Linked DNA regions of Callithrix jacchus: region 2 is linked to region 1. The links are chromatin contacts, called in public Hi-C maps. All regions are on one chromosome and are shown on one strand. Each heading gives the region's core, a stretch centred on a gene start, on an enhancer-like site or on the middle of the called end of the contact. The rest is flanking DNA. Distances are from core to core; before and after follow the strand shown.

The links. Hi-C and Micro-C count contacts between places; a contact is called where the count stands out from the background.
Region 2: a contact with region 1 is called in a Hi-C map of induced pluripotent stem cells, with 2.7 times the contacts expected there. The contact joins two enhancer-like sites. A contact is called at or near these places in 2 of 3 Hi-C or Micro-C datasets (induced pluripotent stem cells and skeletal muscle).

The regions. Positions count from the first base shown.
Region 1 is chr3:77,670,173-77,675,339 of calJac240_pri, reverse strand. It overlaps MAD2L1 (mitotic arrest deficient 2 like 1), which reads right to left. Exons shown (of 5, transcript XM_002745440.6): 5 at 4,979-5,167. Among named protein-coding and RNA genes, the nearest start is that of MAD2L1, 13 kb to the right of the region's middle. Within about 2 kb of position 2,114, at least 2 of the 16 cell types and tissues checked have an H3K27ac peak or open chromatin away from gene starts, as enhancers often do. A contact at or near this core is called in skeletal muscle, where this site is marked.
Region 2 is chr3:78,522,040-78,527,100 of calJac240_pri, reverse strand. It overlaps SYNPO2 (synaptopodin 2), which reads left to right. Exons shown (of 5, transcript XM_002745445.6): 4 at 1,391-3,573. Among named protein-coding and RNA genes, the nearest start is that of MYOZ2, 94 kb to the right of the region's middle. Within about 2 kb of position 2,255, at least 2 of the 16 cell types and tissues checked have an H3K27ac peak or open chromatin away from gene starts, as enhancers often do. A contact at or near this core is called in skeletal muscle, where this site is marked.

The DNA of each region.
Region 1 (5,167 bases), core at 865-3,364:
GATAATGTAAAAAAGCAAGTCTGAATGTTAAGGTAGCAGACAGATGTGGCCAGCAATGTCAGACACAAATTCTTACACCTTCTATAGCAAGGAATCAAGATGCAATAATTGATGTAACAAAATATAGAGTTTGAACACATTCTTTAAAATTATAAAGATAACCCCCAGAAGAACAAAAATTTATGACTAGAAAAACTTAGGAGCAGATGGATAAAGAAATATGAACTAAGTTTCTCATCTTTCAGTAGATGTGACCTAAAATTGAAAAACAAAAACATAGGAATATTAACATATGCTTAAAAATATGGTGCTAGCCACTAATAGAACAAAACATGTTTTAAAATAAGGAGCTAGGTTAGAAGTGGAGAGTGGGGGGAATGAAGACAGGTAGATAATTTACTCTTCATTTGGTACCATTCTATACTTTTTTATTTTATTAACATGAATATATTAATTTTACACCATGAAAGTTAAAAAAAGAAAACAAAACTTTCTGCAGCTGCAGCTCTTGGCACTGTTTCTTTCCCCAGCTGCAGTCACTCTGCTCATACTCATCGTCATGTCAACTGAGACAGGAAGAAATAAAAGGGCAACAGAAAAAGTACCTGCCCTGAAGTTTGAGGGTTCCGGGGTCTTCTTCCATTTTGGTGTGTTCTATCTTTAAAATGGCCTAATTCTTTGGAATACTACCTTTTGACAATTTCAATCCATCATATCTAGAATATCCTTAAAGCTTTGTTAAACTTTGACATCTTTCTCTAATTTCTTGAGAATAGTAAGCTTTACTTACTGGTTCTTTCTGTGATCCTTGTGGTTTAATTTTTTTTTAAAAAATCTGACTATGATTAATGATTGATCAGCTAGGACCAACTTGACCTGTCTAGGTAGGAATGAAAAGCCTATGAAATAGTGGTGACAATTACTATAATTGGAATAAATAAAATGTGATATATCATTAAGTTAAAGTAGTGCTGAGGGAGTAGAGTGATGATCACTGCTCCATTCCTTTACGGGAATAAAGGAGAGACTGCACACTGCTGGAGAGAATGTACCTGAAGAAATTTGGGAGTAGAAGTTTAATCTAGACTAAAAACAATCTTGCATTGAAGTGCTAAAAGCATGAAACATTAGACATGAAGAACCCGGAACATCGAAATTTTCTAAAAAGGAATAATGTCTCATATGCCATTCACTGAGAAAGTAGGTAATAGACATGGGGAGTTTGCCAGAAGCATTGCCACCACACCCACCATCACCACCAAATGCACACACACACGCATACACAGTAAACATGGGGAATCACAATTGCTGATGGGCAATTTCTGTTCAGTGTATATAGACAGATTTACAGCCTGTGAACTCTTGACACTGGCGCAGCTGACTGGCCTTCCTTGGAACTGAAACCCAGATGTTCTCAGGTTCTTCTGTCTACAACACAGATACCATTAAGTTATCTGCCATGTTCCTTGGCTGGCAACAGCCTTGTCAAAAAAGATTATACCATTCGTTTAATTTGGGGACCATAATTTCACTTGTAATAGCTTATGTAGTGGAGCTGCAGTTTCTTTTGTGATTAGTTGCCCCTTGGAGAACTGAACTAATTAGAAATTTGAATTAATTTTGAAGAGACTGAAGAAGTCATATCCATTCTTATGAAAGACAGCCCAGGTTACAGCTGAACTTACAGGAACCCAGGGATCAGCATAAGACCCTGTGGCTGAGAATGAGCCAACTGTATAGAATTGGGAGTGAAGGAATTTAGACTTTAATTTCCATGGGCTTTTCATTTGTAAGGAAATTTAGTTTGGAGGAAGTTAAAAAATGAGAAGAGTTTAATACTGTTAAAATTTAGAACATTTTTATATATTGATCTGGTCTCTGCATTCATTTCATGAACATTCATGAATGTATACATGAATATAAAATGAATACATTCATTCATTCTGGACAACATGACTGAGTATAAAGGAAATAGAATGGGGAATACATTTTCTGTTTAGGGTTCTGCATGCAGTTCTGTCTGATTCATGTTGCTAGAGACTTTTGTTGGCAAAAAGTGAAATGCCCATTGGCAATTCTAGAGGAAATTACTGTGGAAAGAAGGCAGGTTTAGGAAAGTGAGAACACAACGGCCCTGTGAGCAAGCAACTTCCCTGTTGAGAGAAACAGCCCACCCTGGCTTATTTCCAAGTAGCTTAAGTCCAGTGGGTTATGACATTGTTTCCCAACCTTCCTTTATATGTATGCCGCCTTCATGTCTGCATATCACCCACACTAATACTGATATATTTTTCTTTAAGTATTGTATATACTTTTAAAATCATTTGCTCAATTTTTTACTCATGATAAATAATGTGTTAAAATCTTACATATTTTTCTGAGTACAACATATATATAAAGTCCTCATGCTACCTAAAATCAACTTACATAATGCCAGTGGAACATACACTGTAATATATTAAGAGAAGAAAAAGCTGGCAAATAGCAGGAGGGAAACTTGTTACTCTACTCTTAGAGGTTCCATTCCACACCTGATGACAGAAAACAGCATTGGAGCAATATTCTGGGGCCCTCTCTCCACCTTCTCTCTCACTGCATCCCAAGCAGCAAAGAAATTTTTCTATGGCTTGTAGGAGCTCAAGGACAGTGCTTTCTAATTTTGCCCTTGGCAGTTCAGCATGCAAGGCTTCTTCTCAGGTTGGAGCTGGGCTGGAACAGGAAGAATGAAGATGTCTGGCCCTTCCACGGGTGACTACACAGGCTGCTTAGTTCACTTAAAAAGGAGTAGCAAACCCTATTTCTGCCTTAAGTGTAAGCCTCATTCTCCTATCCAGATTTACTACAGAGTGCTCTAATTTGGATAATAATACATACAATAAATGTCAATCTCCTGTTTCCTGCATCTATGTCTCAAGTTGGTTAAAACTCACCAAGTAGAAGGATAAGGATTACATGTTAAGCACAAATTCCAACACATTTGGTTACAAAAACAAGTGAAAGAATTAGAGAAGAAATGTTGCTGGAAAGAAAACGAATACTCCCGTTTTAAAGCAAAATGCCCTGTGTGAACATTTAATGGCAGTATTAAGAAAAGTTAATGCAAAAGTCAAATATTCTAACTGCAAGTTCTTACTTCCTCAACTTGGAGTGAGATTCACATGGTATTCTAGTGTTCTTGTGGCTAAGTATGGAGGAGAACCCACTCCTGTTCCCTAGACTCTTGAGAGGAAACAAGATATAACAAAAAGATTTGGTTCCTATTGGTTTGGGAATTGGTCCAGTAGATGTATTCTGGATGTTTGCAGTTGGGCAAATTACTTAACCTTCCTGAATTTTAGTTCTTAAATCTATAAAATAGGGCTAACAATTCTCATAGGTTTGTTGTGAGAATTGAGATATTGCATCCCTTCCCTGACCACAAACTGAGCTAAAGATGCTCTATAATAGATTCAGACTCCCTAGTGTTTCTTCATGGTTTTGCTTCATGGGTCTCTTCTGGAGCCATCAGTAGTTATAGAACTTCTATTTTGGATCCAGTTCTTCTCTCCCCCACCCTCTCCTTCCCTCACAGCCCTGAACTGAGGTTTGGGGGCTGTTCCTTGCTCCAGAGGACTCCTTATTTGGGACTCAGACTTCATTTCCTTTATCTCATGGTTCTCCCCATGTCCTATCATCAGTATCTAACACTACAGCTTGTGGCCCAAGTCTTCTATTTCTCCACTAACCCCAACCTCCATTCATTTAGCAATCAGCTGAACAGATGCAAAGCACTTCAGCGGTGCCCAGCACACAGTAAGATAATCAATACCCATGAATTTCCTTTTCTAGACTTGGAGGCTGTAGGCTTTACAGCTTGTTCTTTACAGAGCTGTCCTGGCTATTATGAGTGTGAACACAGTGATCCAATAACTGCATGTTAGATATAAAATATTTTGCACATCACGGACTCAATGTTTAAAACCATCAGCATATGTACTTGGTCAGTGAGACAGCCATTTCAGAGAGAAATTCATATCCATGTCTAGGCATCCACTGGGTATGTCCATATCTAGAGAGTTTTTAAGTGTTTGGAATCTTTCCCTTGCAAGGAAATGGACTATGGGTGGTCCAGCTTATGTTTGGGATGCCTTTTTCAGCACAGATAAAATTCCAAGACAATAAGATTTTGATTTCATGTAAGTTCCTTTGTGCAAACAAGCTTGCATAGCAAAATGGTGCAGATGAATGTAGATAAAATGGGCTTTTTACAAATAAATGTAACTATATTATGTTTCTGTTTTAAAAATAGATCACATGGTGGAGGACAAAAATAGGTGACATGGTAACATAAACCGACTTGTGTAATCAGAGGTTCAACTCTGACATTTTTCTCTCTAGGCCTTTCCTAATAGTCTTGTTGCTAGGGCTACAATGTTTTGCCAGATTGGAACAGAATTGTTAACTCTAATGAAGATTAAGTAGCTTGCCCAACTAGGTTTTTTTTTTTTTTTTTAATAAGCCTCAGTGAATACTGTTGGCTTTAAAAGTCATAATTATGAAGAATGGAAAGATCTCTAAAAGATCTATTTTTAAAAATATATACTAAAATTTGAAATTTAGTAGACATTTTCCATTTCACAGCTATTCCAACATAAACTCATCACAGTCACATTGAACAAAATAACTAGAAATATTTCACACATTTAAAAAAATGAATAAATTATTTACAAGTTAAACCAAAACTAATTCACCAAAGACTGAGTTAAGGTTACTAAACAAACAATTCTTCTGATTAGTTGGAAAATTATGTTTCACTAGTGTTCACAAATTCATACCTGATTTATTCTGTAGACAATATATAGATTAGGTATAGGATAAAGTCCTCTGTATTTGGTTCCTCCCAATCATTGGTCAAAGTCATCTGACAACAGACTATCTGAGGAAAGTGTAAATACAAAGTTACCCAATAAAACACGAACAAGTTTTGCTAAGCACAGTGAAGGAAATCCAGTTTGTTCAGAACACTTTATTGCTAAAAGGATATAAAGGGTAAGAGGAAAAAGGTGACGAAACACTCCTTTTGATGTGCTTGTTGGGGAGTCACAATGAACTTCCTTGGGCAGGGACAGAAGGAAGAGATCATGTAAACTCCAAAAACCACAACACAATTTGCATGTTTCCTTAGCCA
Region 2 (5,061 bases), core at 1,006-3,505, 850 kb before region 1:
ATTTATAGCATATTAAACAAGCATATTGAGACACCATTCACATACTTTACATGTTGGCAGTGAAGTTAGCAGCAACTGTGCAACTGTGACTGTCAGTTTAATAAGTTGTATAACACTAGTCAAAAAAAGGAATTGTATTTAGTAATAACCAAACTTTGATCACCAGGAAACGCCTGTAATCTTATTATAAATTATTTACTCAGATTATATTTTATTTTCAAAAAAGTAACCATTAAGTCTTACTTTTTTCCAGAGACAAAAAGAGCGAATTTTCAATCATAAAATAGTCACAACGTTTTTCTTAATTTTTCACTTAACTATTTTAAGGAATTAAAAAATTTAGGGGACACTCATTATCGTTGAAAACATGATATAATTAACTATAAATTATAAATTATAGATGCTATATGTTTACTTGCTATAAATTTGTTGCTAATTTATTTTTATAATGGTAATAAAGAAAATTAAAAAATTTTTTATTTTATAAGCATCATAGTCTTGTTTTAAATGACTTAATTTCTGCATCAGTTTTTGCACAGTTAAAAGGGTCACAAGTCAATTTTACATTTCTTCAAGATTTACCCTTATTCTTGCTTCAATTAAAGTAACATTGTATTTTCAAAATAGCAATACATTTACAAACAAATCTGTCTAGAAAACTTTGTAGCTAGAGTTTCTTTATGTATTTACAATAATGCCATTTTTTGAGTTATAACTATTATTGATTCAGTACCCTCAGTGATTAATTCTGTGTTTTTAATTTACATTAATCTAGTAGCTGTGAATGAAAAGATTTGGGGAAGTTGTCGGGGTTAAAAAAAGATAAAAGAGAAAGAAGAAAACCTCAATAGCTAAATCCATTACATTAAAACACTTAGAAAAGTTTAAAACATCTTCTTGGGACACTCGTCCCTTTTTAAGATACCTGGAAACAGTTTTATGCTGACATTTCATTTTAAAATATAGAAGTATGAGGTAGGTCTTATCTTGTTTTTCAGAAAATATTATGTTTTTAGATTATGTTCTTCTTAATTCTAATTTTATCCTATTAATTGGCATGTAATAGCCAGTTTTTATTATTAAAGTGGAAACATCTCTAGAGAAACAAGTGTATGAAACATATATTCTAATCAGCATATACAAAATGTTTTTATATAAACAAATAGAATATGGCATTGTTGAGTGTTATATAGAGAGTATATATATTATTGTAGAAGAAAAAAAGTTAAGAGAAATAAGAAAGAGAAATGAGCTGGATTCCTTCAAAATTCAGTACCCAATTGTAAGTTTTTACATATTTATTTTCCCCCAGGAGAGTTCATTTCTGAGCTGCTATGGTATCTTCCCTGAACTCATCAGCTCAATATAATTTTTTTTTTACTTTCCCTAGGGCTCAGGAGGAGTGAAAGCCTGTCGGAAAAACAAGTGAAGGAAGCAAAATCTAAATGCAAAAGCATTGCCCTTCTTCTAACAGATGCTCCCAACCCCAACTCCAAGGGGGTGTTGATGTTTAAGAAGCGACGTCGGAGGGCCAGGAAATACACCCTAGTTAGCTACGGTACTGGCGAGCTTGAGCGAGAGGCAGACGAGGAGGAAGACGGTGACAAGGAGGATACAAGTGAAGTAGCATTTCTTGGTGCAAGTGAGTCAGAGGTGGATGAAGAGTTACTGTCTGACATTGACGACAGCACACAAGTTGTGAACTTTGACTGGGATTCTGGACTGGTGGACATTGAAAAGAAACTGAACAGAGGGGACAAGATGGAGATGTTACCAGACACCACAGGCAAGGGAGCCCTCATGTTTGCCAAGAGGAGGGAGAGAATGGATCAGATCACAGCCCAAAAAGAAGAGGACAAGGCAGGTGGAATGCCAAGCAGAGAACAAGATGCTGCCCAGACAGATGGCCTGAGAACCATGACTTCTTACCAAAGAAAGGAGGAAGAGTCGGTGAGAACGCAGAGCTCTGTGAGCAAAAGCTACATCGAGGTGAGTCATGGTCTTGGCCATGTGCCCCAACAGAATGGCTTCAGTGGGGCATCTGAGACAGCAAACATCCAGAGGATGGTTCCCATGAATAGAACAGCCAAACCCTTCCCAGGGTCTGTGAACCAGCCAGCCACCCCCTTCTCGCCAACCCGAAACATGACGAGTCCCATTGCTGACTTTCCTGCACCTCCACCTTACTCTGCAGTCACTCCTCCCCCTGATGCCTTCTCCAGAGGGGTATCAAGTCCGATTGCTGGCCCAGCACAGCCCCCTCCATGGCCTCAGCCTGCCCCATGGTCCCAGCCAGCCTTTTACGATTCATCTGAGCGAATAGCTTCCAGAGATGAGAGGATCTCAGTGCCAGCAAAAAGAACAGGAATATTGCAGGAAGCCAAAAGGAGAAGCACGACAAAACCCATGTTTACTTTTAAAGAGCCCAAAGTAAGCCCAAATCCTGAACTCTTGTCACTCCTTCAAAATTCAGAAGGCAAACGGGGCACTGGAGCTGGAGGTGATTCCGGACCGGAAGAAGACTACCTCAGCTTGGGAGCAGAGGCTTGCAATTTCATGCAAAGCACCTCTGCCAAACAAAAGACCCCACCTCCTGTTGCTCCAAAACCTGCAGTCAAGTCCTCATCCTCCCAACCAGTAACTCCAGTTTCCCCAGTCTGGTCTCCAGGAGTGGCTCCCACCCAACCTCTGGCCTTCCCCACATCTGGCCCATCAAAGGGCACTATTGTCTCCTCCATCAAAATAGCCCAGCCTTCTTACCCTCCTGCCCGGCCTGCAAGCGCTTTAAACCTGGCTGGTCCCTTCAAAGGACCACAAGCAGCAGTAGCCAGTCAGAATTACACACCCAAACCAACAGTTCCCACACCAACAGTCAATGCTGCTCAGCCTGGTGCAGTGGGACCATCCAATGAGCTTCCAGGAATGAGTGGGAGAGGAGCTCAGCTCTTTGCTAAAAGGCAGTCCAGAATGGAGAAATATGTGGTCGATTCAGACACGGTGCAGGCCCACGCTGCTCGAGCTCAGTCCCCCACTCCATCTCTCCCAGCCAGTTGGAAGTACTCCTCCAATGTCAGAGCACCTCCTCCTGTGGCTTATAATCCTATCCACTCCCCCTCCTACCCACTAGCTGCTCTCAAGTCTCAGCCATCAGCCGCACAAGCTTCCAAAGTCGGCAAGAAAAAGGGGAAGAAACCGCTCAATGCACTAGATGTCATGAAGCACCAACCGTATCAGCTCAATGCATCCTTGTTTACTTTCCAACCTCCAGATGCAAAGGATGGCCTCCCTCAAAAGTCATCAGTCAAGGTCAATTCAGCCCTGGCCATGAAGCAAGCTCTTCCTCCTCGGCCAGTGAATGCTGCCTCACCTATGAATGTGCAGGCCTCGTCAGTGTACTCGGTACCAGCCTATACCTCTCCCCCATCCTTCTTTGTAGAGGCCTCCTCACCAGTCAGCGCATCCCCAGTGCCTGTGGCCATTCCCACCTCGCCAAAGCAGGAATCAGCCTCTTCATCTTATTTTGTGGCACCAAGGCCAAAGTTCTCAGCCAAGAAAAGTGGTGTCACAATTCAGGTGTGGAAACCATCTGTTGTGGAAGAGTAATCTTGTAGCTGAAGTTGAGTGTCCACTTTGCCTGAAATGAATTGTTTGCAGTGTTACTTGAGTCCCTGAGAATGCCTAGCAAAGTCCTCAACTTACTTAATTTCAGATATGTCATCTCCCAATCTGGGTCCAAGGAGTAAAATGTTTTTAATGAGTGAAAAATCCAACTCAGATTGACCTAAAATATATTTATCTTCTTTGCACACTTAAAAAAATCCAGGAGCACTTCAAAATAGACATGTACCTTTTTATTAAGTAAGCAGGATACTTAGAATTTATGTAATGGCCACAAGAAAGACAGTGATCAGTGTTATTAAACATTAGGAATTAGCCTTTGTGTAACACAGCAGCTGTGCTCCTATGGTGAAAGATTCAAATGTAGTGAAGATATAACCTATATTGACTGAAATTTTTTAGGTAGTGCCTTTCTCTATTATTAGTATTAAAGGAATAAGAAATCTATTGAGGACAGGGAGCAGCTCTGGTCTGTCAATCTCAGCCACCTGTTTGGTATCACAGAGGAGGTACTTGGAGGATTGTTGGAATGTATATAGTTTAGTAAGAAGTGGGTAAGAAAGAGGGTCTTAGTAATTACTGAGCACTTACAATGTATTAGGTTCTTTGCCAGATGTTTTTACATATATTAACATTTCAGAAGACTTATTTCAAGTAAATGGGTTGGGCATGGTGGTCCATACCTGGAATCCCAGCACTTTGGGAGGCCGAGGTGGGAGGACTGCTTGAGGCCGGGAGTTAGAGACCAGCCTGGGCAACATAGTGAGACCCTGTCTCAGTAATAATAATAATAATAATAATGAATTAAATTGGATAAGGAAAGAAGAATAATTATCTTTAAAGATTGATTCCCACCCTCCGTCCCCAGTTACTTAAGGAACTAAGTGAGTACATCTCCAGTTGCCCATGAAAGCATAACTTTGTTTTCCTCAGCTGAGGCAAGTGGTAGAGTATACAGGATAATGAAGTAATATGTAAAACGCAGGATGCACATAAAGGTATGTCTATTCTTTTACCTGGAGAAGCCACATGACTGGGACCTGAAGGGTTACTGATTACAGGGGCTGATTGTGAAGCACGAGGAACCCCATGTGTGTGGAGGCTGTAGGGTGAGAACACACAACTTATGTTATCATTTCTGAGTGACCTCACAGATTCTTTTGCTTGTGTTTGTTTTGCTTTTTGACAACTGCTTCTCCCACGTTCCTTGCAATTCTATTCTCGCACCTTCACTTTATTATTTGTATTTGATGGACCAGGATAATTCAGGCAAGGTTACCTTGTAAACTTGAATTGGCCACACACCATGTCGTCACCCAGCTGGCTATGAAGTGAATAATGGTACTGAAAGTAAACCTGAAGACCTTTCTTAGATCTATTTTAAGTCTGAGTCTGACCAACCATGGAAAATATTTGACATGAATTAATGTAGAGAAGTATAAA